Regions from separate parts of the Zea mays genome. Here region 1 is linked to region 2. The links are chromatin contacts, called in public Hi-C maps. All regions are on one chromosome and are shown on one strand. The core of a region is the stretch at or near the end of the contact, and the rest is flanking DNA. Distances in the headings are between cores, read along the strand shown.

Evidence for each region. A called contact is a pair of places that touch in the nucleus more often than the background predicts.
Region 1: a Hi-C map of ear shows a contact between it and region 2, with 1.8 times the contacts expected there. The contact joins the promoter of LOC103639582 here to the enhancer-like site in region 2. A contact is called at or near these places in 3 of 25 Hi-C or Micro-C datasets (ear, leaf and tassel) and 1 of 3 datasets of contacts at active chromatin or transcription factors (leaf).

What each region holds. Positions count from the first base shown.
Region 1 is chr9:159,702,538-159,709,638 of Zm-B73-REFERENCE-NAM-5.0, reverse strand. It overlaps LOC103639582 (beta-galactosidase 5), which reads left to right and starts at 3,797. Exons shown (of 19, transcript XM_008662315.4): 1 at 3,797-4,487; 2 at 4,843-4,938; 3 at 5,031-5,143; 4 at 5,269-5,335; 5 at 5,434-5,526; 6 at 5,997-6,140; 7 at 6,570-6,658; 8 at 6,812-6,917; 9 at 7,024-7,101. The coding sequence starts at 4,320.
Region 2 is chr9:159,605,255-159,612,739 of Zm-B73-REFERENCE-NAM-5.0, reverse strand. It overlaps LOC103639580 (a long non-coding RNA gene), which reads right to left and starts at 6,830. Exons shown (of 2, transcript XR_559543.4): 1 at 6,400-6,830; 2 at 3,579-4,099. Within about 2 kb of position 1,504, at least 7 of the 20 cell types and tissues checked have an H3K27ac peak or open chromatin away from gene starts, as enhancers often do. A contact at or near this core is called in ear, where this site is marked.

The DNA.
Region 1 (7,101 bases), core at 2,548-5,047, 95 kb before region 2:
TTAGGGTTCCTAGTTTCTCGCGGGATTTGTTACCTAAAACCGCGGGATTAACTCGGGAAACAGTTGGAAACGGATCCAGACCTCCCCTTTATATAGATGAAGGGCTACGGCCGATTGAGCCCCCATCAATCGAACAAATCAAGTCTATTTCTCGTTTTTACCTTACGCATTAGGAATAGTTCTAGTTTAGCCTTCCAATCCCCAAATTCTTCGCCTCTCCTCGACTCTACGTCGATTAGAGGAGTCTAGGTCGGCCTGCCCGAGCCTAGACAACTCCTAGGATCTCTCCTCCCCGACGGGGTCCCTCCCGGGAGCGAGATCCAAGCGCTGCCGGCGATCATCTGCCGCCCCTGCGCACGCGCGGACCGTCCGGCCCCAGGGCGCGGACCGTCCAGCCGTCAGGCAGGAAATCCGTGCTCCTGCACCAGGTCGCGGACCGTCCGGCCCCTGGCCGCGGACCGTCCGCGCCTGACCAGAGAGCGCCGCCATCGGTTCTTGTTGAATGTTTGGCGCTCCAAAAAGGCGTCAACAGGTGGGATGCGTGGCGCGCTCTCGGCAGGCTGCTGGACGTTTTGGCGTATCCTCTCCATCGTGGTCGAGTGGATACGTTCGGTTCGGCTAGATATGCCTCGATCAGATAGGGACGGGTCAACGGAGACCAGAGTACAATGCGTTGCCCCCGACACATTCATATCCAATAAAACACTAACGTATGGTAGTTGCGTAACTAACCTGTCAGCCCCATTTCCCGTTCTGGACGAGCAGCTAGGTGTCTTATGGAGTGACAAGACTACAACATGCGAGTGATAGTGCATACACTACATTGCTGTGTCAATGTCAACTGCCAGGTTCTACAACCTAAGGAGGGTTACCGTTACATTCACCGACAGCAGCGTGTTTGGTTTGAAGAATGCTGTAGTACACTCACTTTTTTTTTTATTTGGTTCGTAGAATGATGTGGGTTGATCAATCACCATTTTATTCGTCGTAGACTAATATTTAGTAATACTATGAGAAACAAGTTTATTCTACCGAATTTATAAAATGGATTTATGATACACCATCTCATTTAGAACGAATTGATTAAACGAACATGACTTGCGTGCGTCCTTGTCGAGATCGCAACGGCAGGGACATGTAAAAAGGCAAAAGGACAGGTATATTTGGAAGTGTAGTGTGTCATAAGCTATAAAGGCGGTCTTGGTAGTTAAAGGAGCACGAGCACCCGTTTTATTAAGCAACCAGCTTAGCTCTTACGGCAGGCATTTACACCTGCAAAGCCACTAGCTATAGCACCGTGACTCTTGCAAATGTGCCGGCACTATGGAACCCATCAATCCAGTGAGGCTTTGATGCTCTTGTTCAGACGAAACTTAGCACCTTCTATTTTGTAGTAGTTGCCAGCACAATAACGAGCGAGTTGTCTATGCAGCTAATCGTACTGTACCTTCTCTGTCTTCCTTACATGTTTCCCCACACAAAGTGTAATCGCATTTGGTAAACATGTACTCTATTTTCTTGAAGAATGGGGAGTAGGGGGAGTACAGCTCTACAGTTGACACACAAAACTGAAACAGTCCTTGCTCTTGCTTAGGGCCTGTTTGGTTCAGCTTTTTTCTGACTAGCTTTTCTGAAAATCTGGCTGTGAGGAGAATCTGGCTGTAGGGAGAATCTGAGTATTATTACGATTACGTGTGGAGAAAGATAAAGTTGTTAATAGGGTTCAGGATCTAGAAAATGACGAATTCATACTATTACAACGATTCAACCGATTATGTGTTTATGTTGATTTTGGATGGTTTTTGCCTCAACGAATTTTATAGAAGCTGGCTGAAAAGCTGAGCGTTTGGCAGTCCGCAGCAGCTTTTGGTGGCCAGAAGCTGTCAGAAGCCAAAACAAACATGCCCTTAGAGTCGGCCAAGCCGGCACCTCCATTCGGCCAGGCAAAGTCATTGGAACCGGGCTAGACTGCCTCAGAGACCCAATCAGCTAGGCCAGCTACAACTCCGACTTACTCGTGAAAACCTGACCTAGCCGATTTTGGTGGTTGGCTAGGCCGACTTTGCTAGATTTCGAGTCGATTTATTTTAAGTTGGTTTTTAGAATTTAAAACTTGTCGAATACACTTTGGATTAGTTTTTTTATTAGGATACGACCATCCTCGTGTATATATATATATATATATATATATATATATATATATATATATATATATATATATATATATATATATATTTTGACGAGAGGATCGTGACGGAGTTGAGACATTTAACCAACATACAGTCGACCAAAATATGTCTATCATCTATTTTTCATCCCTTAACTTGTTGTTCGTCGTATCTTTCCATAAGATTTGACGACGTTCTAGCACAACAACACCGTATACCATTTTCGGCGACCAGAGTTATTTTTTGCGACTGGACCCTGACCGCCGAAAATAGCTTATTTTCGGCGTCTTCTGGCCGCCGAAAATGACTGTAGCTCTTGTAGTGTAGGTACCCATCACAAAAAAATATACCCGTCAGGTTATCCCATATATGCTCGCGAGTATAAAACCCTAACCATACCCGTATCTGCATGGGCAATTTTACCCGTCGGGTAACCCGTACCCACTAATAAGGATGTCTCAAATTCAAATATTCTGATACAAAATGTCAAATAAATACACAAAAAAGTTCAGCTTTAAATATAACAAACATATGAAAGGGTTTTATTTTAATCAAGATGGACTTTATTAGATAATAATAACAGTATGATATGGGTATATTTTACCTACGGATATGAGTAGTATCCACTCGTACCCATCTACCTAACGGGATAGATGTTGTTGCCCATTAACATACCCGTGTGTATAGAATAATCGTCCTATATCCGTCTACATATCAGGTAAAACATGTTGGTTATTCGGGTTTCGATTACCCATTGCCATCTCTAACCATCGAGCTCAGGTGCCCGCAGATTGTATCTGTTTCTCTCTATTTCAGGAAATGTGCCCCTTGTCTCGCGATTGCACTGTCGCCTCCACGTCGTTCGACTACTGCTGCTATGTTCTTCTCCAACAGACCAACACAACTCTCTAACCGCTCCCCCACCGTCCACCCCATATGGGGAGAGAGGAAATCCCCCCCCCCCCCACTTAGTGCTGATTTGGTGGACAGAGAATTGGAGGGGATCCAAGGGGGAATAATCCCCTCCCTATTCAATTACTCTCCCATGGATCCCCTCCAATTACATGTCCACCAAACCAGCCCTTATGGGTGAGTTCTAATTTCTCGTACTTTAATCACTTTATTTCTTTGTAATATTAATGATTTTAAGTATCATAATATGAAAATAATGTGTATTATGCTAGTATAAATAGTCTATGGTTTTTCAAACTTAAAAAATGATGATAAATATTAAATAACTGAATTATAGTATATATGAGTGTTGAATATGGTGAATAATTTGAGATGTCTTGTGCGTGGGGAAGTATCTTTTGGGATGATGTAGTAAAATATAATAGAAAATATAGATAGTGAGAGAAATGTGGGGGAAATGGTTGGAGATGGTTTTACTAATGATTCACTTTTTACCTAGCGGATCAAAACATAAGACAGCTGATAGTTAGCTCCCTAATTAGCTGTGGGTTATTATTAACCAACTAAACTCTTAGCTGCCGGTAGATTCCACCAGGACCTAAAGTTGCTCATTGCCAAACAAAGCCAAGTAGAAAAAACGAGCATCAATAATTTCTTCAGTTACTGCTTTGACTTTTATCTTCCATTAGTAGTGAGATTGCTAGTTTGGCCCCCCCGGGAGACAGACACAGCAGAGAAGGACGATGGACCATGGTCAGCCACCCAGCAGCATGATGAGCTGCCATCTTTGTACTGCTCCTCCCCTCCGGCGCGGCGGTGCCCCGCCCGCCTCCGTACACACACACACGGGTCGCGGCTAGCCGGCTAGAGTCTCTTTTCCAAGCCCACTCTTTTTTCTCCTCTCCACTTCGTTACGCGGACAGTGGGAGGAGCCACAGCCATTATAATAGCACGCCATACGCCAAAAGCTCCACTGGAGCCGAGCAGCTACTCCTCCCAGTCCCAGGCTCACTGTCGCTCCTCCCAAGAACCCGCCCAAAGAATCCTAGAAATCCAAGAAAGGGAGCAACCAAAACAGGAGGAGGTCTGCAGGAGGAGGAGCAGGTCAGCAGGAGGAGGTGGTGCTGAAGGGGAAGATCTCACAAGTGTGTGAAGACCACACAGTCTCGCGCACTCGCAAACCCAGTGCGCGCTGCGGTCTTCCTCTTCGCCCACCTTCTTGGAGCGGGGAGGTTGGCCATGAGGAGGTGGTGGCCGGCTGCCCTGCTGGGCTGCGCAGTGGCGGTGTCCGTTCTGGTGGCCGCCGTGGAATGCGCTGTGACTTACGACAAGAAGGCGGTGCTGATTGATGGGCAGAGGCGGATTCTCTTCTCCGGATCCATACACTACCCCAGGAGCACCCCTGATGTAACTGCATTCTACAAAATCTCTTCTCCCCCCACTATTCCCTGGAGAGGTTTATGGCTGCGGTCAGCTGTTTCTTGATGCAATGCTCTCAAAAGCAAATTGTTTTAGCCGCCCCTCTTTCTTCCACGGTTAGTTTATTGGATGGGGTTTGAGATTTTCTCGGGGATTGTCCCCTCCTGCCTCCCTCCCTTGTGTTTTTCTCTATAGCAACCGTGTTTCTTGGTCCCTTAGCATTTGGATAACCTAAGCTAAGAAATTTCCGACGAAAAAAAACTATTTTCGGTGGTTTTGTGGCATTTTTTAGAATCTATGGATCTGAAGTGAGTGCTTATTCTTGCCTTTTCTTTTCAATCAGATGTGGGAAGGGCTGATTCAGAAAGCTAAAGACGGAGGCTTGGATGTCATTCAGACCTATGTCTTTTGGAACGGACATGAGCCTACGCCTGGAAATGTAAGAAACTTGACACCTCTGCTATTCCATTCCGCTGCCATCATCATTAACTCATACAGGATTCGGATGGTATTTTTTTTCGCTTCGAGCAGTACTATTTCGAGGAGAGGTACGATTTAGTCAGGTTCATAAAGACGGTCCAGAAGGCTGGCCTGTTTGTACATCTCCGCATCGGTCCCTACATTTGTGGCGAGTGGAACTTCGGGTATTTCTCCATTTCCTGAAATCACCTCCGTTAAAAATGGAGCATTACCGTGTCTCCAGTTTTGGTGGATATGCATGCAGTACTCCTGTCTATTGACTTCTATTGCTATGCATGCAATTTCGTAGCGGCTTCCCAGTTTGGTTGAAGTATGTACCGGGCATCAGCTTCAGGACAGACAACGAACCTTTCAAGGTCGGCCCGTGAAATCACCCCACCAACAGTCCTGGATCTAGATGGAGACACCTTTTTTTTTCTTGTCATCGTTGTAATGCTGCTCCCTGTTTGTGCAGACGGCCATGCAGGGTTTCACTGAGAAAATTGTGGGAATGATGAAGAGCGAAAACCTCTTTGCATCCCAAGGTGGCCCAATTATCCTCTCTCAGGCAAGTATAATCTTTTCCTTAGATTTGGTACAAAGGTTATGATGATCGAGTTACTGCATATGGGGATAATCAGTTGCCCCTAGTGGCTAATACATCATGTTAATAGCTTAAATCACTTCAAGTTTTTTTAACTATTGGTGTAGCAAATTTACACGCTCTTGCTAGTTTGTGTCGTTACACCTTGAAAAAAAACTCGACCTGCAGGATAAAACCGTCCCCACGACATTATAATAATAAGAAGACCTTCTCACGTAGGTCGAGAAAACCCCGAACCTGCCCCACCCATACACAGCGGCACCATAGCCTATGTGACCAACTTAGCTAAGATGCTCTTTCGCTGTTACACCTTGAATCCTTGATACAAGTCTGAAACTGGAGTAGCATCTGGTGGATAGTATATCTAGTGCATGCTATTCACTACTGGTGGCATGCAAATTAATTTACATCTTAAACGATATTTTGTTGCACAGATTGAGAATGAGTATGGGCCAGAAGGCAGGGAGTTTGGTGCCGCAGGTCAGGCATATATCAACTGGGCAGCAAAGATGGCAGTCGGATTGGGTACTGGTGTGCCGTGGGTGATGTGCAAGGAGGAGGATGCACCTGATCCAGTGGTATAGTAATCTTGCTCTATAATTCCATTTGCATTGTGTTTATATGGTCTATGGGTGGTCAAATTAGTAAAATTACCGCCATGTGCTTCTCATAATGTGCCCAGAAGCTTGTCTGTTGTTTTTCTTTACTTCTGCAGTAGCATAATTCCTGTAAAAAATGATGCTGTGGTTTTGATAATCAAAATAGTGGGATTCATCCCCTGTTCTAAAGAATGACATTTCTGATGTTTATCCAAATGCTTACATTCTATTATGTTACCTTGGAAACTGAATCTCAATTCATGCCCTGCATGCATGTGGAGGACCAAGATCAAATCAATGCCGGCTCACTTAATTTTGATTCTGATGATTGTGTACTGTAGCATGCTATGTTTTGCAATTGTCTGTGCTGTAGAACTAGTTCTTGAAATTTGATTTTACTCCTAACAGATCAATGCATGCAATGGTTTCTACTGTGATGCATTTTCTCCTAACAAACCTTACAAGCCCACAATGTGGACTGAAGCTTGGAGTGGCTGGTAAGTTTTCTCTTTTCCTTTTCTTTTTGGATTGTTATTCTTATCCAATAGTCATTGACGCGGTCAAGATCTCTTCTGTTTCTGTTTAATTTTAGCAACCATATGTATTAACATTAGCAACGTGTGCCCTAACAAATGTCCACAACATTTTAGGTTCACGGAATTTGGTGGGACCATCCGCCAACGACCGGTTGAAGATCTTGCATTTGCTGTTGCTAGATTTGTACAAAAGGGTGGTTCTTTTATCAATTACTACATGGTATGGCATGAAAAGAGAAAGCTGTTATATTGTTGTTAAGAAGTTTTCTCACACTTTGGGTTTGGGAGATACTCATGATTGGTGGTTTACTGGTTTTTGTCGATAGTATCATGGAGGAACAAATTTTGGGCGCACTGCTGGGGGTCCCTTCATCACAACAAGCTATGATTATGATGCTCCAATT
Region 2 (7,485 bases), core at 255-2,754:
TGTTGATGTAAAAGACTTGTTGAGACTATTTGGAACTATATGTCGTTATGTTAAATTTGTGAATGTGGATACTTATGTGAGTATATTTGTGATTGTGAATATGTGGTTGTATATGAACTCTGCGTATATTTGCAAGAAATCTGTTTTTTTGTAAATGTTAGATTTTTTGAAAAACAGAATTTTGTGTAATTTCTGAAATTTGTTATGTCCGATGGCCTGGCGTCAGCCGTCGGACATAAGGGTTGGTTATGTCCGAGGACTTAATATAAACCGTCGGAGATAACAAACCCTTATGTCCGACGGCTGACGTCAGGCCGTCGAACATAACAGCTGTGGGTCCCAACAACTGACCGGTAAAACGGTTGATATTTACTATCTCCGACGGGTGGTTGCGGCCGTCGGAGATAGCTTATGTCCGACGGCTGTCGTCGGACATTACGTTATTTCCGACCCATATGTCCGACGGCCAGAGACCGTCAGAGATAACTAAATACCATCGGACATATGCTATCTCCGACGGTTTAAAGCTTATGTCCGATGGCTTTGACCGTTGTAAGTTGTTTCGTTTATTGTAGTGAGCATTCGCAGTCACTAATGAAGACATGCTCATCAACATGTTCCCGCCATCATACAATGAATTTCATGCCAAATTGCATGTCAGCTTCTTCCTACAGGTTGAGGACGATCATGGCCTATTTTTTGGTGCTCCAATGTGTCATCATGCTGCTGTGAGTTGTGCTCGGGAACATCGTCCTGCCTGCTTATCAAGTGGTGGAGGATGTTGTTCTTTACTGTCACATCAAACAGCCTTTTTGGGTGTTTGGTTCTATGGACTAAAGTTTAGTCCGGGTCACATCAAGCGTTTGACTTTCAAATAGGAGTATGAAATATAGACCCAACCAACTGTACTAGATTCGTCTCACTTTTTAATCTTCGGCTGAGAAATTAGTTTTATAATCTGACAAATTAAATACCCCGAACGGAGGTTCAAACATTCGATGTGATAGAGGCTAAATTTTAGCAGGGGCAAACCAAACACCCCCTTTGTCTTCAGCTGTTGTTGGCGGAAGACTCTGCTTGACATAGTGACTATTATCTGTCACTTGGTCAGCGTTTTCAGGTCTGGGAGATGCTTTTCAGTCAGTTGGACTGACGGAATGTGGGCAAAACATGACATGGGCATGGCTCTCTGAACCACAATCGTGTGTGTAGGGATGAAAACGAACGTAATGGGCAGGAAACTACGTCTCTTGTTTTCGTTACCATATTTTTTTATTAAAAACGGAAACGGAAGCAGAAAAGACGGTAGCGAAAATGGTTAAAGAATATATATGTATACGAAAACGAATAAATACAAACGAATATACAACGAAAGCGGACGGACTACACGCTGTTGTGCTCCTATTATGCTGCTGCTACTGTGCACGTGTAGCTGTAATGGACTGCTACTGTTAGCCTCTTGTGCCTGGCTGTAACGCCTAATACCGCTGCTAGCCTACTGTTGTGCGCGTGTGGCTGTTGTGGCTCGTGCCCTCAAGCACAGGCCGGCAAACGGGTGGATGTAAGTGGGTATTTTAGGCGGGTTTAAAAAATGAGTTTATTTTGGTGGTTGTGGTGAGTTTTAATTGTAAATGAGTTGGGTTGGATGCGTTTATTTTGTATTGTGGGTCAAAATGGTTGATATCCATGGGTGTAGATGGGTTTGCATAGGCGTGAGTTTCCATAGGTCTTCATCCATCCACACATGGTTCTTCCACACATGGTTCTTTTCTTTTCACTTCCAGTGAGATTTATGTGTTGTTCGGTGAGCTTCTGATGCTACTTAGATGTGCCTTTCCCCTGTTGCTAGCTTCGAGCTTGATCAGAGACTCTTTCCACTGCTGTTAGTTTATATTTCTTGCCAAAAAGATTATTGTTCATTAAGGATCTTTAACATATGTTTTTTGTTATTTTCTCGAGACTTAAATGTTCATCGACCAAACTTGTTTTTGTATCAGTGTATAATATTATTGTCACTGTTTTTTATGTCGTGGACTATGTTTTTTGTACATCATTGAAACTACCTATAAAATTGTTATTGTGTATCAGTGTATGTGTATGCAGTTGGCTTGATGTGAGACAATAATCTGAACCCACGGGGTTTACATGGGTTTCCACCCAATTACGGGTTGATTTTGGGGTCAATAATATTATTGGATGGGTTAGGTTTAATTTCCTTCTTATATTTTAAGCTAGATGTGGGATGGATATCAAAGTTATTATATTTGAGTATGAATAGGAATGGGTTAGATTTTTTTGCCATTAGCAGCCCTACTCAAGCACGCACGACACAAGCAGGCAAGCATATTTAAGTAGCAACTAGCGGTACAAACACTAAGAACTAATTTGTAAACCATAAAACTAGAGAGATTAAAAGGGCTAAAATCTTTTTTTTATTTAATTTTAAATAAATAAGAAATAGATTTTAGCTTTTCTAATTTTTTCGATATTTTAGTTTTCAAACTAGTCATAAGGGTCTGATTGGTTGGCTGTGTTTGAGGTTCGCTGGACGCAGGGATAAAGCACTAGCGAAGCGCGATGTCGAAGGGATAAGCCGAGCAGGGACTCCCGGCCTAGGCACCGCCGTTGCAACGGATTGGCCACGAAAACAGAAGCCGCCGTTCGAAAATAGTCAAGAGCTAGGGTTGTGTACAGTGCACTAGTGCTGTAGCCGGCTAGCGGCAGTGGACCAAGTTTATGGGCCGACTGATTGACTAAACCAAAGTATCTCCTGCATATTAAAACGAGAAAAAAATTGGAATTTTCCGATACAATACAGAATACCATAAATACGGATAGAAAACACCCTAAGACTTTGTTTTAATACTCTAGTATTGTTCTCAATCCACGTGTGTTAATATGTATTGAAGTGTAAATTAGTTTAAGTTACACTCTAATCCACTTCAATACATATGGATTGAGATCAATATTAAAGTATCCAAACTTGGTCTAAAGGCTTGTTTGTTTTACCATTAATCTATATAAATTGGATGATATTGAGTCGGTTTAAATTCATAACAAATCAAAATACATCTCAATCTATTTCAATACACTCTGATTAGAATATCCGAACAGATCGTAACTATTTTCTCTCAAGTTCTCGGCCATACGCCCATACCTATCCCAGTTCTCATCCCGTTTTTGAAAAACGGACGGTTCAATACGCGACTGTATTTTTCTGGTTCGTTCCTTGTGGCCTGGGTCACGCTGGACTCGATTCAGTGGGGACATGAACGATCAGTCACGCACTCACGCTGGTCTTTTCTAACGTTACAATGGAGGCCAAGCCTGCCAAGGCATCGTATTCTCGGACACGATGTCCGTATCGACACACTGCTGTTGGCATGCCTGCACGGCTGCACTGTCCTGTAGTAGCAAAAGGCGCATTGCTAGTTGTAGCGGAAATTTGGGCCTTTCCCTTTAGGCCTTTTCGGTTGTGTATGGATTGGATTGGAGTGGATTGAAGGGATTAAATCCCCTTGTATTCAATTTTGACTAGAGAGGGATTTAATCCCTTCCAATCTACTTCGATCCAGACGCAACAGAACAAGCCCTTAAGATAACCACATCAGAATTGTATAGCGCGAGTGAAACCGATGATTCAGGATCAGGATTACACTACATTACTTTACAAATTTAAGCATTTAGTCCACCAATCTCCATTCTAGTAGTTGGTCTAACAGGGGTCAAGTAGCAAGGCACAACACCCCATCTCCAGTCTTGAGCACGCTGTCAAGCTTTTGCAGAAATGAGAAACTAATGGTGGACGGTGGTGGTAGTAGCGTACTTATGTAGTTAGCTATCACTAGATCTCAACTTGATGGAGAACCCACCCGGATGAGCTCACCAGTGTTAGTGTGGAGAATAGTTGCAGGAGTAGTTCATGGGCACGTGCAGACGAATAGCTCCTCTTGCGAGGGCTCGCTGCGTTGGGGCTTAACCTGAGGGAGTCTCAGGTTATCTCCTCCAAGACCAAGAAGAGAGCAGTATGTACAGGGGATTCCTCCGGGATCTGAAGTTGCCATTCCCTACCACTCTCCCCACTCTTCATTGCCTCACCCTGCAAATTTGAACCTTTCTCTTGTTACTGACCAAAACCAAGATGATATTTGCAACCACACAGGACGATCAATGCAGGCACGAACGAGAACCATCAGTAAATCACAAACGATCCATAAGAAATATGAAAACGGCTTTGCTTAGAACTGAATTCCGGATACGTCACTTCTGCAGACAGTGGAGCCCACTGCACAACTGCACAAGCACCAGACAGCTCTCTCTCTCTCTCTCTCTCTCTCTCTCTCTCTCTCTCTCTCTCTCTCTCTCTCTCTCTCTCTGTGCCAACAATAATTTTTCCTACAGTAGATGAGTACCAAAATTCTTAGGCCCTGTTCGTTTTGTGCTAAACCATAGGGATTAAGGAGGATTAAATCCCCTACAAGTTAAAATCATCTCTAATCTCTTTCAATCCTCCTCAATTCCTATGGTTTTAGGATCAAACGAACATGCCCTTAAGGGGAAATGGGACCAGGACAAAATGAGCACATACTGAATCACTAAACTTCATGCTGGTCCTAACACACGCTGAGTCGTGGTTGCCAAACACACGGATAGTGTATTGATGCAAAACAATCCCAACCAGGATAATTATGATTTATGAGCACCACACAATGACATAAACAAATAAAATACTAAAATATCAGTTCATGAGAAAAAAAAAATAAAACGCATCAGTGCATCACTAGTTGCCTAAAGGAGCAGCAGGTGATAATATGTTTTAAGTTACCTTGAGCAGTTCAAGAGGGAAACTATAAGAGGTCCAGGATGCGGCATTAAAAAAATGCATGGCTCTAATTCTAAGAACATACAGAAGATGAAATTCATAATATTAAATCGGTAGTTAAATGTAGCGAAAGGACATCTACCTGAGTTAGTTAGGTTGTCCGAGAAGTACTCCTCAGGTCTTGAGTTCGATACCTCACGGGAGTGAATTTCAGGCTATGGTTAAAAATCCTCCCGTATATCCCACATTAAAGCACAGTCTAAGGCTCGGTCTCGGTCACGTCGTTTCTCACATCGGCTACGGTACCGTTGTGTATGGGTGGAGCAGGGGTTCATAGTTTTTCAACCAGCGTGAGAAGGTATTCTTAATATAATGTCTGAGGCTATCTTACCCCCATAGGTCAAGTTTTTTTAGTTAAATGTAGCAGTACACCCAAAGAGTGGGAATAAAACAAACACCCTAAGGAATCACTATTCACCTGCTCTGAATGATGGTCTATTTTCAGGAGTCCAAGGTTCACAAACTTTATAAAAATTTAAGTGGAGACTAAAATAAATCAGTGTAATAGAAAACCAGCAGTTATAAAATGCCATATGTTCAATTACATGACTAAAAAAGATTGGCATATCCAATATAAACCCCTGAGATATTGTTTCATTTCATTTAATACAATAATGGGCACCTAAAATCACTGTACATAGAATAGCCTAGAGTCATCTAAGTTTGATGCTGGACTTAATGAAGTTCCATGCTATAACACTGACTCCACATCTATTCTGGTTGTGAACTAATGAAACTAGCTCAAAAGCAGGCCCACCAAGGGTGACGTTTCAACATCAATTCTCTACAGCTCTCTTATGTCCATCAATAGATTGACTACAGAGCATCCACCGTACCAACCTGAGAGCTGTTTGTTCAGTGACCCTCTCGAAAAAAACAAAACTGTAAATGAGTGCAGTGCTCTCAGAGAAGTATAGAATCCAACAGGCACTTTAAGGGCATGGCACCAGAATCACAAGGTAGCTTTTTCATAGGAAAATATATGTTTTGTGGTAATAACCGAATATTGAACTACAGCGCTGTCACATTCTTGTCCACATTCATTAGCCATTATCCGAAACATAACTACCACGAACCAGAGAAGCCGGTAGGAGCAGCAAAATCTGAGGGCTCCAGTATTCTATCCAGTTTGGTGGCCTCGTTGCACACCCTAAAAAAAATGTACCGATAATCCAATACCACAACCGCCACACGACACACCATTTTCGATCAATCAAACAAGACAGAGAAAATAAAATACAACGGAACAAGGTGGACGATACACGATTGGGAAACATCGACACAGAAACACTGGCCACCGACCCCGTACAATGACAGCAGCAGGCAGCAGCACATTCCGATCTACGCAACACAACCCACAAAATTCACATCAACTTGGCAGCAGCAGCGCTAGAGAGCACCCTCCTTCACCACCACCACCGCCACACACAAAAAAAGCAAGCCTAATACAGAAGCATTCGATCACGAGGCCACCACAAAACGTGCTATGGCGAATGAGGAGCGATGGTTGCGCGCACCTTCAAATCGATCGCGTCCGCGAAGAGCACGATCGAGCCGAGTGGGCCAGAGATCGCGAGGCGCGGCGGAACCGAACCGAGGCGCGGAGCGGTAGGGGCGCGCTCGGATCGATCGCGGACGACGACGCGCAGAGCCCCGACCGGGCGAGCGTGTCCCTAGAAGCTGGTCGAGGCGAGCACGAAACCCTAATCCCGGACCCCCGCGCCCGCGCCCGCGGGGGAGGGGGGGAATGGGAGAGCAAGGGAAGAGGCAGAGCAGTGTCTGTGTCTAGACGAAACAGAGAGCCGGGTGATGATAACTGCCCCGGCCTCCTACGCTACACAGACACAGCTACCGTCCCTCCGGATTTCCCGCGCGAGCGCGGCGCGATGGTTTTACCTTCCTGCCCCGGCGCAAGGCGACAAGGGCGGCCCGAGCGGGGGAGGGCAGGAGGGTAACTTCCAGGCGCCGTCTCGGCCGCACGAGCACGACCACACTTGTGAAACCGATGGGCCTGCTCTCTCTGCTAGTGCTGGCCCAGGAGACAGAAGGTGCAGTCGGGCATAGGACAACACGCCAACGGGCGCGGTGCGGGGACGCCGATTCGGCGAGAGGGCGTTCAGCGACTCAGCGAGGCTGTCCGCCGCCGGCGAGTGGAGCGACACCGACACGGATGCGGAGGAGGCGCTGAGATCGAGGCTGCGGGGCGGGGGTTGTCTTGTCAGCGACTGGGTGAGCTGTGCTGCGGCCTGCGATGCGATGATGGTTTGTTTGCGTGGAGGAGGAGGCGAAGGAGAGCTCGGATCAGGTTGACGTCGGCTAGAAGGGCAAAGCTGGCGCTGCCATGTCAGCGGGCAGGCGGAGCAGCAGAGGAGGCGTATGGGATGGATGGTGAATTGGTGATGAGCCTGAACCAGACAATGACGGGATCACGAGGCACGCTAGCCATGATGCGCTTCCCGTTCGCTGCGGCTGCTGCTAGCCGTTCGCTACAGTATCTCGAAGAAAAAAATTGCAGCCGCAGCGAGCTTAGATCGGTTACTCCTAAATTTCTCCTCCTATATCCTACTCACGTGTCACGTCAGCGTTCTCTTCCCCCTATATCT